Regions from separate parts of the Mus musculus genome. Here regions 2 and 3 are each linked to region 1. A link is a contact called in public HiChIP or PLAC-seq and promoter capture Hi-C data. All regions are on one chromosome and are shown on one strand. The core of a region is the stretch at or near the end of the contact, and the rest is flanking DNA. Distances in the headings are between cores, read along the strand shown.

Region 1 (4,557 bases), core at 1,364-3,863:
AATCCACATGGTTGGAAGAGAGAACTAATTGCTCCAAGTTATCTTATAACCTCTGCACACACCTACGGTGCGCATGTGCGCACACCCCCCCCCCCACTCTCCACAAAATAATAAATAAAACATAATTTAAATTAGGCTTGAAGTCGCTTGCTGAAAGCTACAACCAGCTAAAAAGCAAGAGAATCAGAGATATGTGCTAGATGGTAATTTCAGAGCCCGTGTTCTTCCTGCTACATGCGTTTCTCATAATAAGTAAGTTCCATCCAGGCACCATTGTCCTGGAGACTAAAAAATGGTTCCTCCACTCCCAATGTCATTCATGCTGGTTATGACAATGTCTTGCAGCAGGCCCAGCCCCAGCCCCATTGCTCCTAGAGTTTGGATCTTGACTGTCCCCCAAACCCCATGCAACTTTGCTCTCTTGGGAGGTGGTAGAACCGTAAGAGTTGGGACTTAGTGGGAGTTTTTCTTGCATCAGGAGAATGCCCTTGCAGGAAACTGTGACCTTGGTCTCTTCTTGCTCTGATTTCTTGCCTCTGTGAGATAAGCAGGCACATGGGGGCATTTTTAAATTTAAAATGGCAGGCAGGAGAAGCCTTCTGAGCTTATGGCAGGAGACAGCAGAAATGAAAGACCCTTTAGATGTACTCCAATATTCTCAAGGCCGAGTGAGTTAGACAACCTCCCTGAAGAGCTCAGAGTCTTCAGCAGTTTCTGTGCATTTGTGCTCGCAGAAGGTCACAAGGGACGAGTGCAAAGGAAGGGAAGATGGAGTGCAACTGGTCGGTCGTGAGTGGAAACAAAACATTTTGCAAACCATATGCTCTATGGATGTAAATATATATGGATATAAATATATAATCATATATGGGTATATGGATGTAAATGTGTATGGAAAAAATATATATGGATATAAAGGCACACAAGCCTGTAGGATAGGAAACACTGGTATATAAGACTCATATAGGAAAATGACGAGGGAGATATCTGCAGCTTTACAGTCTTCAAAGGACAGCTCACAAGTGGCAAGTTGACAAAAGTATCAGAAAGCAGACACCCTGACATCTGTAAAAGACAAAGTTAGGTGTAATAATGAGAGAGCATCAGAAAAACAGTAGCCTAAAATTGGCTATACTTCTGAGGACAAAATATATTTTCTATGTAACAGTTATGAGAAGAAGCGCTTGCTATTTCGGTTGTAGTTCTCAACATCTCACTAGAGGGCAGTGTTGCTTCTAAAACCAGAGCTGGCCTCTCATCTAGAGGACACTCATTTCTGGGTTGCACGTATATTTAAAGAAAAGGTAAAGTCAAGTCTTTCCAGTCTTCCCTAGGAGATGGTAAATGTCAAATGTGAATTCTCCCAAGAGCCCCATCCAATTTTGACTGGTTGTAGCCCCAGGGGAGCCAGATAAAAAAAGTGAAGAGAGCTTGGAAGGAACTGGGTAGCAGATCTGATTTTAGTGTCTGTACTAACCAGTCAGTAGACAAGGTCCTTGGGCTTTCATTTCCTCTGTTAAATAAAAGAGCTGCCCTAGATGACTCCTAACACCCCAGCTCATCCTTAAAATGCTAGAATTTTAATAAATTTCTGGCCCTGAAGGGCTGAAAAATTTCTTGGTGCTATTGGCCACGTAAGGAAGAAGTAAAATCTTGAATTATGAAATAATTAGTAATTTAAATGCATTTAATGATCTAAGTGAGATTCAGTACGTCGTCCAACTCTCCAGGGACCTTAGAGCCATTGTCTACATTTGCTCATGGTGTGATTAATGCTACCGAATCCCTGCTCTCCTCTTGGTTACTAGCTTGGTGGAAGGAGCAAAATGTAATGATTTAGAATTATATGTAGAAAGGAGGCTGGACCCTCGTCGAGAACGGTTTAGGGTAGAGACTAAACCTGCCAATGACCTTGTCGCTATGTGGCTTCCATCATCTCTGTGTTTCATTCGGCGGCGTTCCCAGGGTTTTCGTTGCTCTGCTTCCTCTTACCCTACCTACCCCTTAAACCCAACTCCTTGTTGTATTGACTCAGATTACTGAGTGAATGTAGAATCCGCTCATAGAACCCGAGACAAACTGTGGAACTCCAGGGTCCTAGTGCGTGGACTTCACTTCTAAGGATTGGCAGGAGAGCCAGTGATTGACCCTTGGCTGTGCCAAGTGTCACTACTACACCCCTCCAAACACTCTAACCTTCTCGCTCAACATCTTCTTTATTCCAGATTTGCTGTTTTGCAGTGTTTCCTCCGTCATCTCACTGCCGCCCGCAAACCACCCCACCCGCGTCCCATTTCTTGAACCTTCAGGCCGCTTTCGTCTCCTTTCTAAACTTCCTAAAATGTACTCTGAGTGCCTGTGGGTGCGCACACTGGCGCGCGCATCCTCGCCTAGTACCGGGGCCAGCTGGGCTGGGCAGGCTCCGAGCAACAGAACACATTCCATTCTTCGCGCTCGGGCACACCCCTCCGCGGTGAGGATTGGTCGGCCCGAACCCCCTCGGTGAGCCTCGGCTCCTGAGAGGCCGGGGAGCCTGCCAATCCCCACGGGCTGTCAAAACAAGTCTTCCCTCCCTGTCACAGGCGAGCGGAGTGGAGGCCGCCCCGCCGCCGCACTTCCTGGGGCCGCCGTGCTGCGGTCGGCGGGCAGGTGGCTGGTGGCCGATCCGCAGTCGCCGCTCCGGCCGCGCACGTCCCGGCTCCGAGGCTCCTGGCTCCGGCGCCCACTGCCTTTTGTCTGCACAGAGCCGGCGCTCGCCTCGCGTCTCCAGTACCTCCCGCTGCTTTTCGCCTGCTTCTCCCTCCCGCTCACATCTTCTCCCCGCCCCCGCCGCCCGTCCGCGCCGGCCCGCTGACCTCCTGGACCACAGCCCGAGGACGCCTCTGCCGGAGCGATGTCTCCTTTCTACAAAGTTGTGGCTGCCACTGCAGCGGCCGTGGCGCGCTAAAACAAAGTCTAGCGGGGTTTCCTTCTGGTGCCTGAGCGCACCCGTGCCCGGGGCTGGACGCCGCTGGCGGTCGTGCTGTCTCGCCGGGAGCCTAAAACGTGCTTGGCTATGGCTGAGGGCGCGGCTAGCAGGGAGGCTCCGGCGCCTCTCGACGTTGCCGGGGGCGAAGACGACCCCCGAGCCGGCGCCGACGCTGCCTCAGGGGACGCCCCACCCCCGGCCTTGGGGGGCCGGATGAGGGACCGTCGCAGTGGGGTCGCGCTGCCGGGCGCTGCGGGGGTCCCCGCGGATAGCGAGGCCGGCCTCCTGGAGGCTGCACGAGCGACCCCCCGGCGTAGCAGCATCATCAAGGTAAGCGGAGCAGCAGCGGCCCAGAGCCTGGTATGGGTGCCGGGTGGGTAGGGGACATCCCCCCTCCAGCCCCTGGGCAGGATGTTCATTGCCCTAGGCGTCGCAGGCTGGGCATTGTTTTCTCCCACCTCCTTCATCGCCAAACCTTCCTGCCTAGTCCGGAGGTTCCCAGAATCAGCTGTTGGCCTTGAGAAGCAGAAGTGACTTCCTCTCTGACAGCGGAGGAAAAGTTCTCTGCGCTTCTGCGGTTTGATGGATGCTTTCCCTCATTTTCTCACTAACCGGTGGATGGGAGGAGGAAGGGTGAACTTGGGATAAATGCAGAGACCTGCGGGCTGGCTGTGCATTCTCCAGCGGAGAGCTAGCTTTCCCGAACAGCAAAGGCAAAGCACAGCTTACTTTTAATTGTGTGTGGGAAATCTCCCCCATACAGAAATGGTTCTGAAATCCTGAAACGCCTGAACTTTGCAGATAGGCAGGCAGAGTTTGCAGCGGACGCTGCAGCATAGAAAGGATGAAGGAAGAGCTTAGAGGTTTTGCGCTGCAGAAAACACACATCCGGGAAAACGTTCCCAGACTCCCCTAGCACCCCCAGAGGATTTGCCTTTATCCATCTGCCAAGGAATTGTAAACCTTTCTTCGCCCTATTTATTTATTTCTGTCTTCCACTTTGAACTTGTTTCCCATGTTCGAAAGTTCATCTTTTGGGTGCATGACTTTGGAGTAATCTTTTCAGGTAAGAGCCCTGGAATAGGGCTTCCTAGCATAGATCTATGTGAATACTACGTACATGTGAGATTAAAGCTGATCTTGGTAAAGCAGTCAGTGTGAATGTCCACCCATCTGTGATAAACACAGTACACCACAGGCGACAGCAAAAGGTCTAGGAGCCACCTATTATTCTTTCTGGATAGGCTCATACATTCAGAAAGCTTGCTTAGGTTTAAACCAAGCAATCGCGATGTAATGCGTGTCTTCTTTCCCACGCTAGCAGCACCAGTGTTTGTGCCCACATTCACCTATCTCCAGGCACTATCTATGATTTTTCTCCAGCATGGACACATGGAAATTAAAAAGGTACAGGGAGACTTCTATGTTAAAAGTGGATGGTAATTTAAAATATCCTGTAGTAGTTTGTTTGTTTATCTGTGCTTTTCCATAACGCGCAAAGAGACTTATATTCTGAATGTGAATTTGGATAAAGGAGAAATGGCCTTCGTTAATACTACAAGTCAGAAATCGTATTGTCTGGCAAGTAT
Region 2 (4,535 bases), core at 822-3,321, 270 kb before region 1:
GTTTGATGCATAAAATGCATTTAAATAATAAAAAAATTAAGAAAAAAAAAAGAATTTGTGAATCCTGTCCTTCTAGAGGTTTGGTTCGAGCAACCAAATGAAGCAGCTCACAACTGCTTGTAACTCTAGCTCCAGGGGATCTTGACACTCTACACTGGCTTCCAAGGACAGCTGTATGCATACACATGTCATATGCATTCAGACACATTGCTCCTCTGTTGCTACGACAAAGCAATGACCAACACCAACTTAGGAGAGGAAAAGGTTTATTTCCTATTACACTTCTAGGTAACAATTCGTCACTGAGGAAGGGCTGGGCAGGAACTTAAGGTGGGAACCTGGAGGGAAGAACTGAAGCAGAGGCCATGAATGAACAGTGCTTACTGGCCACTGGTCTGTTTCCCAGGGTTTGTCAGTTTGCCCAGGGGTGGTATTACCCACAGTGGGCTGAGCCCCCCACATCAGTAATTAATAATGATAGGGCTCCCTAGGCATATCCATAGGCCAATCTGAATAAGGGAATTCCTCCGTTCATTCTTACTATTGTTGTTGTTTAAGGATAAGGTCTCACTACATACTCCTGGCTGGCCTTGAACTCTCTTTGTAGACCAGGCATACTCTGAACTCACAGAGATCAGCCTGTATCTGCCTCCTGAGTGCTGGGATTAAAGGCGCCACTCTGCCCCGCCGCAGCTCTTATGTTGGAACACTTGGTGTTCAGCTTGAGATTCGATTTGGAGGTTGTGTAATTCTAACCATGGCCCAGCTCTGAGAAGTGGCTCACTTTGGGCGGGTCTTGATGCAGATACCAGCTTCTGCCTCCAGCTTAAGACCTCTGTTTCTGAACCCCATGCTCTTGAAGTTATAAAGAGCACTTACCCAGTGTCCACAACTTCCTCACCAGGTGTCCCATGGTACTATAAACCAAAACAAACTTTTCTTGTTTGGAAAAAAAAAAGATTCTGGTAAAAATGCTGTGTTTTTTTTCTTATTTTGGGAAAGATTGAGAGAAGATTTAAGTCTTGCTCTGTAGCCCTGCCTGGCCTGGAACTCTCTATGTAGCCCATGCTGGCTTTGAATTCTAAACAATTCTTTTAACTGTTTTGCTTATTTACTTGCTTATTTATTTAATGTGTGTAAGCTTTTTACCTGCATGCGCCCAAGGGATTCAGAAAAAGGTGTGGGATCACCTGGGTTGGATTACACATGAACCCCTAAGCCTGGCCGGGCATGCCGTGTACTCCGTTGGTCCCAGCACTCAAAACAAATCTCTTAAATTCAAGGAACATCAGGGAGACGCTGTCTCCAAAAAAAGAAAACACAAAACCAAAACAACAACAAAAGAAAACACACAAAAAACATCACACTTAAAAACACGAGAAACTTGGAATTTTGTTAAGATACAGAATTCATAAAAGCCATCAAGGGCTATTCATTTCCTCCTGCTTCCGACTTGCAAAAATGTGAGTTTATTTTAACTCTAACACACAATAACAGATGTGCGCTTTCTATCTCATGATGGGCATTTTTTTTTTTAATTTAGCATTGAGTCTTTTATCTACGGAAACCAACTTGTCATTGAAAGAGTCCTTGGCTTTTCAGTAAGAGGACCCTAGAAGCAAGATTTATCAGTACCTCCTGTCTTCCCTTTAACCGACCCAGCCAATCTGATTCTAGATTGGGTTAATCCATGAAGATTCTATAAAAATTTACCAGATTATCTGGGGTGGAGAATTATGTTCTCATTTCGCTTTTCTGAGATGGTCACTATTGTGCAAACTGCCCTTCCAGTCTATAGACAGCTGAAGGACAAACACCCACAAGTGACGCAGGCTTGGGTCACCTGCACCACAGACCTTGGAAGCGGCTCTCTACCCCAGCTTCCGGTCGCATCTTCCTTTTCGGCCTCGGCGGAGCTCCGCCGGCTGTTCATTCTGTGCTCCTCCCTCCGCCGGAGCCGCGGGCTCGGCACTCTTCCCATGGTGCTCCGCGCGGGCGGCGGCTGTTCCGCAGGCTGCCGCCCCTCCCCGCCGCCGCAGCGCTGAGCCCCGCCGTGCCCCGCCCCCCGCGCAAGCTGCCGGCCCCCACATCCGGGTACCGACGCCAGCCGCCCAGACTCTGGCACTATGGTCATGGCGGAGGGGACGGCAGTGCTGAGGCGGAACAGGCCAGGCACCAAGGCGCAGGTATCGTCCCTACGGCTTTCCTGTCACAGAGTTGGCGGGGCCGAGCCGGGGCTCTCCTGCTGGCGGGACTCCGTCTAGGAGAGGCCAGGGCGAGCGGGTGGGGGCCGTGGCCGCGGTGGCTGGCCTGCGCTTCCGGAGCCGCGGCCCCGGAGGCAGCCGAGCCGGCGCCGGCCGCCCTGGAGGCCTGCTAGACGCAGGACCCCGCTGTGTTCGCCGAGGCCCGGGGCTGACGCTTGTCACCAGCGGCTGCTGCTGCGCTGCCTGCTGTGAGTGGCAGCTGACGGCGCCCGGGTGTGGGGTGGGCCAGCTGGGGACCAGGGGGCTGTCCCCGCGTCGGGACCGCCGGCGTCGAGGGCTGTAAACACTGCCCACCTCACCGGGAGCAAGCTTGGCCGGTGACGTACCTGCCGGTCGGCTCCATCCAGTTGGTCTAGCCGGATGCAGGTGGCACTAGTTTGCGTTATCCTCCTGTTGTTTGTCTTTGCCACCACTCCCTTCGGCTTCCCTGCAGCTGTTCTCTGGTCCAGCAAGTTTTCGGCACCAGGTTGTGACTTGTTACATGTCATTCCTTGCGTATATTCATGCTAATGCGCGTGGACAATAGTCGGAATGAACTGATTATATACATCAAAATAATAGTAGGGCACTATGGGGAGTAAATTGGTGCTTCTTAGGACTTGCAAACCAGGGATGCTTCACAGTAAAAAAGAACAGAAAAGAACGGAAAAGACCCCCCCCCCAAAAAAAAAAACCACCCACGTTGACATTCAAACTTGATAGGATTAATCAGCCTTTGGAAATGGGTTGAGTCGTTGAGTAGAAGTTCTAAAATCAAAAGAGATATGTTTAAAATGTAATTTTAGCAGGCTGTGTTCTTGTTGCTGCCCAGCCTGCTGCCTCTTACCGTGTACTGAGTAAACTTTTTCTGTTAAAATGTAATTTTTAGGGTCAAGTGGAAATCAAAATACTTAATGCTACTGAGTTTTAGAGAGTTACTGTTTTTCTTTTCTTTCTTTTGTCTTTCTTCTTTCTCTCTTCTCTCTCTTCTCTCTCTCTCTCTCTCTCTCTCTCTCAAGGGTTTCCCTGTGTAGCCTTGACTTTCCTGGAAGTAGCTCTGTAGACTAGGTTGGCCTCGAACTCCGAGATCCACCTGCCTCCCCCATACACACACATCCAATTTAGAGACTTGCTATTTATTATGGATTTTGAAGGTTCTCAAAGTCAGGCTACCCTCGAATTATACTATATAGTTGAAGGTGACCTTGGACTCTGTTTGCCGAAACTCTGGGGGCTAGACTTACAATACATACCACCATTCAGGGCTTATACAGTGTTGGGGAATGACACCTATCAATTGAGCTACATCTCTAGCCCTAGAGAATTGCTTTTGAGTCAAAAACCATTGAGTCATGAGCTGTCAGTTTGCCTTGATTGGGTTGGAAATTTGTATACTATGTATACTTTCTACTATTTAACAACTCTTCTTTCTAAGGGTTCTTGTTTTCAGATAACTATTATTGTGCATAGGCAACATTTTTTCTAATTTTTAAGTGATGGCTTCCTTTAAAAACAATTCTTGGGATTACATCCAGGACTTTTCCTGTGGTAAATTAAGAGTGCACAATTTATTTTAAGCATGTACTCATGGCTCAGCTATATCCTTAGATGAAAAATTTTTAACTTTGAAAAATTGTTCAGACTAAACACTGCAATATGTCCCTTTGCTGTGTTGTTATGAGTAAGTCATGTGCAGACTTTTTCATTTTCCCACTTTATGACAAGGTTAAATAAAATGTAATAGAAGAGAATTAAAAGAAAAAACTGCTTTTTAACCAACCTTTTCTGTTTATCACATAACTTTTTTTCACTAAAATAGGCCTGTTCCAAAACGCTGTATATTGTGTTACTATGTTACACATGAGTAGTATGTGGCATAGCTCCTGCTGTGGGGTGGGGAGGGATTGTCTCATGTATCCCAGGCTGGCTAGTCTGGAACGGAGAGGGAAGGGCCTGAGAGTGACTTCTCATCCTACCTCCATTTCCTGAGTGCCAGAGTCAGGCATGTGCTGTAGAACATTTAAAAGTGAGACCAGAACATAGACACTAGTTGGGTGGCTTTTAGCATCTATTGACTGAATTAAATGAGCACATGTATTTGTCTCTTTGTTTATAAATGTGGCCTGGACCTCACAGAGCCACCTGCTTCTGCCTCCCTGGGACTGTGATTATAGGCATGTGTCATCACCACCGGGTGAGTGAGAGCATTAGGCTGGATTTTACTTTTTTCCTAAGTGTCTAAGGAATGTCATAGTTATGTGGCAAAACATTTAATAACGTGTTGACTTTTCC
Region 3 (4,716 bases), core at 1,357-3,856, 310 kb after region 1:
AATGTAGAGAGGTTTCATGTGATGATTCATTTTGTCAGTTAGGTTGGAGTAAGAAACCCAGGGCAGGAAGAAAGTACAACTTTGAATATATCTGTAAAGAAAGAAGATGAATTGAAGGTAAAGGTCCACTCTGAATGTGGGTGACATGCAAAAGAGTGTCAGGGTCCCAAACTGAATAGAAAAGAAAGAAGAAAAATAGTGGCCAGCGCCCACATCTCCCTCCATAGGCTTTCTGGTCCCCCTGGAGGTGAGGAAGCAGCCCCATGATCCTGCCACTATACCTTCTCCTTAACAACAGCTGGTCTTCCTTAAGTGACCCAAACAACCTTCCTTCCTTAAGTCACTGTTTGCGGGTATTCACATCAACCAGAGAAGTTAATAAAATCTTCCCACCCGGCTTTTTGTATGAATGAGATAAATTGTACTAAGTGCTGGGTAAAAACCAGCATTTCAAGCAATTCCTCAAGGTTAGTTGGCAGCTACTTTGGAAGTAGAACAACTGAGAAGATATAATGAACCCTTTATGAAGAAAGCAGTAATGGTGTGGAATTGTCACCACCACAAATGTGGAGACAGAGGATGTGGTCGGCTCTGCTCAGGTTCTGTTGTCTTGTGCTGTCATAAGTCAGGCTGGGTAGTGTGACCTGAGGCTAGGCCCTGCACACGGAGCACATCTTTGCCGGCTTCCCAGCAGCTGGCAGGGATTCCAAGGTTTATATTTGTTTTTGTTTCATAGAGAATTGGCTATGTTCAAGGGGTTGAGTCCTTAAAATCAAAGAGATGTCAGTCTACACATGGTGCTTGTATTTGTCCGATTTAACAGAGAGCTTTCAAAGCTACAGAGAACTGTCCCCATCTAGTTTGCAAAGATCTAAGTGGCAGCAGTCCCATTAACAAAGGTGCTGCGTTTAATAGAATTCAAGTAGAACGACAATTTTTTCTTTTTTTTATTGGCTATTTTTCTTTATTTACATTTCAAATGTTTTCCCCTTTACAGGTCTCACCTTCAGAAACCCCCCCAATCCATCCCTCCTCTAAGAGGGTGCTCCCCCACCCATCCACCCACTCCTGTCTTTCAGCCCCGGCATTCCCCTACACTGGGGGATTGAACACCCTCAGGTCCAAGGGCTTTTCCTCTCATTGATGTCCAACAAGTACATTCTCTGCCACATGTGTGGCCAGCACCATGAGTCCCTCCGTGTGTATTCTTTGATTGGTAGTCCAGTCCCTGGGAGCTCCAGGAGGTCTGGCCTGTTGACACTGTTGCTCCCTCCATGAGGCTGCAACCCTCCCCCCTCCCCCCAGCTCCTTCAGTCCCTTTTCCAACTCCTCCATCAGGGACAACTCCCACCCCCCCCCCCCCCCGCCCACACACACACACACAACACATAGGGAAAATGTTCCTGAATAGGACACCAATGGCTTATGCTCTAAGATCAAGAATCAAGTTTGAACAGATAATCCATCATACGACCAGAGACCTAGAGACCCAAGATCTGGTTTTTGACTAGAAAGAAGGCAAAAGATAGATGGCTTATAGCGGGAAGAGAAGAGCAATGGATCTGCAAAGCTTCATAAACATTCTCAGGCAGAAACCTGTCCAAATGTCTAGCTCCTTCCTTAAAAAGTAGGGATGTGCATGAAAGAACTTCTAACTATTGCATATGGAGACTGCCTATAATGGCTGACATATGTTGTGAATTCTGTCTAGAAGATGCAGCCATGGCCAGCTTCTACTTTAATGAATTTGCCTGATGGATGCTGCTAAGTGATGCTCCCCAACTTGTTCTTGAAGTAGAAACTCAACCTTTAACATTAATTGCAGGGAAACCTATAAGCTTAGGTCTGGTGCTCACACTGATCTCAGAGTAACACATAAGCTCAGGTCTGGTGCTCACAATCCATGGGTTCCACTCTCAAGTATTTCTTTAACCCTGTGCTGTTAGGCAAATAAGCTCTCAGCTCATATTCTTTTTCTGCAAAATGGTATTGTCTGTGATAAACTATCCTTAAAGTGGCTCTAAATAGAAAGTTTGGTGGGACTATGAATTTAAATGGAATTCCACAGAAAATTAGCATCTGTGGAGAGTTTTTGAGTCATGATAGGATGATACCTTACCATTCATCAGTTCAGCTTCCCTGTCCTATCTAGAAGATGTATTCACTCTCACAGCAGGCTTCCTGGGCTTCTGGCTCTGCCCCCTCTTCTGTGCTATTTCCTGAGTATAAAGTATAAAAATTGTGTTGTAAATCTGTCAGTTGGGGCTGGGCACCCCGCACAGTCAGGTTTTCTCTATAGTTTGATCAGCAGTAGTGTTCTGTAATGGTCTTCTGCTACAAAAAGAAACTTCTTTGCTGAGTGGTGAGATCTACACTTCTCAAGCTGGGCCTGAACACAGGATATGCAGGCTGGGCTGGCTCAGAGATTTTATACATGGCAAGTGTGTAAGGTCAGGGAGCGTGGAACAAAAAGGGCTTGGCTACAGTGGGTGGTGAGCATCCAGCAGTTAGCAACAGTGGAAATCTGTGGTGGAACCCTGGCCCAATGAAGTAAGGGGCAGCTTTTTCTGGCACTCAGTACTTTTCTACACTTGCCCTGTCTGGAGCCTTGCAGAGAGGAAGTTCTAAAACCATAGGCCAGCAGGGAAGGAACCATGTCGAGGTAGCTATCTAACCCCTTTGCTCTACTGACTTCTACTCTTGATACTTGGTAGTGGTCCCTTTGGCTGATGTCAAGAAAAGTCAGAAGGTGGGAGAGCATGCATGGTGCTGCCCAGAGAGATCAAACTCCCTACCCTGAGTCTAAGCCTGAGCCTGGGAGTGGATTGAGAAGGTCAAGGAAATAATACTTAGCATTCTTTTTACATTTTGTGCAAATATTCTCATCATAAGCTGTATATGCATAGTAAAATACTAGCATATTTGCATATGTGTGTGTGTGTGTGTGTGTGTAAAGAGTAGAAGCTAGTGTACAGTTTTCTTCTGTTCTGTGAGTGTGCCTGGAAGATTTGATCACACCATCATTGTTTTTCAGCTCACATCATGTCTGGGGAAGGAATGAAGGAATTATGGAGAGTCTATTTTAAGGTGCTATTTGCTTGGGTTTGTGAAGTTGTTTTCATTTTCCCTGTTGGAGCCCAGGCAGTTTAGAGTACTATAATATAAACGGGATCAGTTTACCACTCTACAGCCATTTGCAAGTTGGATTCTCTGGAAGAAACATGGGAGTGGCAACTGTCTTTCAGCTTCTTTCCAGCATGAAATTACTTTCTTTCCCTGTGATGCCCTAGCTACCATTTGGGAACACTTGACTTTAGTTTAGTGAGGTATCACAATTAATGTTTTTCATATTTACAATAAAATAAATGTTAAAAAGTCCTGTTTCACCTCACACATCAAATATCTATCTTGTGCACCCCCATGTCATGCCACAGGGAACATGAGCCTCCTACCTTGGAAACCACAATTGTGGACCACTGAAATTGAGAGTGGTGAGCCTTGCTATGAAATGGTTGTAGGGAGTACAGAATGTTTGATGAATCTAAGAAGGGATGAAAATACCAAGAGAAGAGATCAACAGAGAGGAAAATGAGAACTGAGGCCAGGTAGTTTCTAATGTGTGGAAATGGAAGAGGGAATAAGAGACAGAGCCAGGGAACTCCAGAATGAGGATGATGAGTGGTGTTAATTGCTGGACTGGAGAGATTAGAACCTGTTAGAGGTTCTAGTGCGCATGAGGCAAACACTTTGATTACTGGTCTCTGGTGGAGTGCTGTGTGACAATATTCAGGGCACTTGGGCAAGTCAACTCTTTACCTCATGGCTGGAATTGAAATGGAAGAAGAGGGAGAGATTCCATCCAAGCCCCATTGAAGTGCCATGAAGACCTCCTGGAGGCTTCCTTCACCTGCTATGAGCATCTTCCTGGGGATCCAGCCATTAATTCATGGGACTTGGGGGCCATTTACGTTCCAGACTATAGCAGTAACATATGTTGGTTAGGTTAAATGTGGGTTTTGTCCAGCCTCTGAGAATGTTTCTCTTGCTTGAGTGTCAGAAAAAATGTTTTGTCTATGATTTGACTCATTGGAACATCTGATGAGTTTTGAGAATAAAAATTCAACTGATAATACATTTGTAAATGCTGAAAAAGACAAAATTAGGTTGGGTTCATGTGGGATTTCTCTCTGAATTTTTTTACTTGATAGCTGCACTGCCCCTGGCCACCAGTGGCCATTTGATGAATTGTTTTAAGCCCACAAGTCCTTCTCCTGTCTTTTCTCCCTCCTCCCTTGTCTTCTTTTCTATTCCTTGATCTTTTTTCTTCTTTCTTGCCGTTTAGCCCTGGGTGGCCTACACCTCACTATATATTTCTGATTGACCTTTGCCAGGCAAACAGGCTGGCTTTGAACTTGCAGTCACTTTCTTGACCCTGCTTCCCACAGGCAGTGGTAACAGGCATGTTCCGTTACACTGGGCATTACTCTTTGGAAATTGAAGGTGTTAGTGTAAAACAACAGTTTATTCAGTCTAAACCTTCACAAGTTTTATGGTGTTGATGACTAATTTATAATCTGTATTCATTTACTCAACAATTATTGTTTGGCACCCATTGCATGTCTGGTATGTTATACAACTGGTGCAATTGTAAGACAGGTGACTCTTGTCTGAGTGACTGGGTGAGAGCTGGGACAGAGATTTTCGCATCTTTCCCCA

Evidence for each region. Promoter capture Hi-C pulls out the DNA fragments that hold promoters and counts their contacts. HiChIP or PLAC-seq counts read pairs in DNA pulled down with a chosen protein or histone mark.
Region 2: a promoter capture Hi-C map of pre-B cells shows a contact between it and region 1. The contact joins the promoter of Mob4 here to the promoter of Plcl1 in region 1. A contact is called at or near these places in 1 of 39 promoter capture datasets (pre-B cells), 1 of 484 Hi-C or Micro-C datasets (regulatory T cells) and 2 of 9 other capture datasets (adipose tissue and pancreatic islet).
Region 3: a contact with region 1 is called in an H3K4me3 HiChIP or PLAC-seq map of microglia, with 8 times the contacts expected there. The contact joins the enhancer-like site here to the promoter of Plcl1 in region 1. A contact is called at or near these places in 15 of 39 promoter capture datasets (the 3T3-L1 cell line, the C10 cell line, the HPC-7 cell line and 9 more), 7 of 484 Hi-C or Micro-C datasets (the NIH/3T3 cell line, bone marrow-derived macrophages, cortical neurons and 3 more), 17 of 115 datasets of contacts at active chromatin or transcription factors (craniofacial prominence, differentiating embryonic stem cells, embryonic basal ganglia and 12 more) and 3 of 9 other capture datasets (adipose tissue, liver and pancreatic islet).

The regions. Positions count from the first base shown.
Region 1 is chr1:55,403,333-55,407,889 of GRCm38.p6, forward strand. It overlaps Plcl1 (phospholipase C-like 1), which reads left to right and starts at 2,614. Exons shown (of 6, transcript NM_001114663.1): 1 at 2,614-3,298. The coding sequence starts at 3,056. It also overlaps the pseudogene Gm8531.
Region 2 is chr1:55,129,174-55,133,708 of GRCm38.p6, forward strand. Mob4 (MOB family member 4, phocein) reads left to right here and starts at 2,072. Exons shown (of 8, transcript NM_025283.3): 1 at 2,072-2,186. The coding sequence starts at 2,127.
Region 3 is chr1:55,708,590-55,713,305 of GRCm38.p6, forward strand. The region is part of intron 3 of Plcl1 (phospholipase C-like 1); the gene reads left to right. Among named protein-coding and RNA genes, the nearest start is that of Gm32949, 180 kb to the right of the region's middle. Within about 2 kb of position 2,607, at least 1 of the 459 cell types and tissues checked has an H3K27ac peak or open chromatin away from gene starts, as enhancers often do. A contact at or near this core is called in microglia, where this site is marked.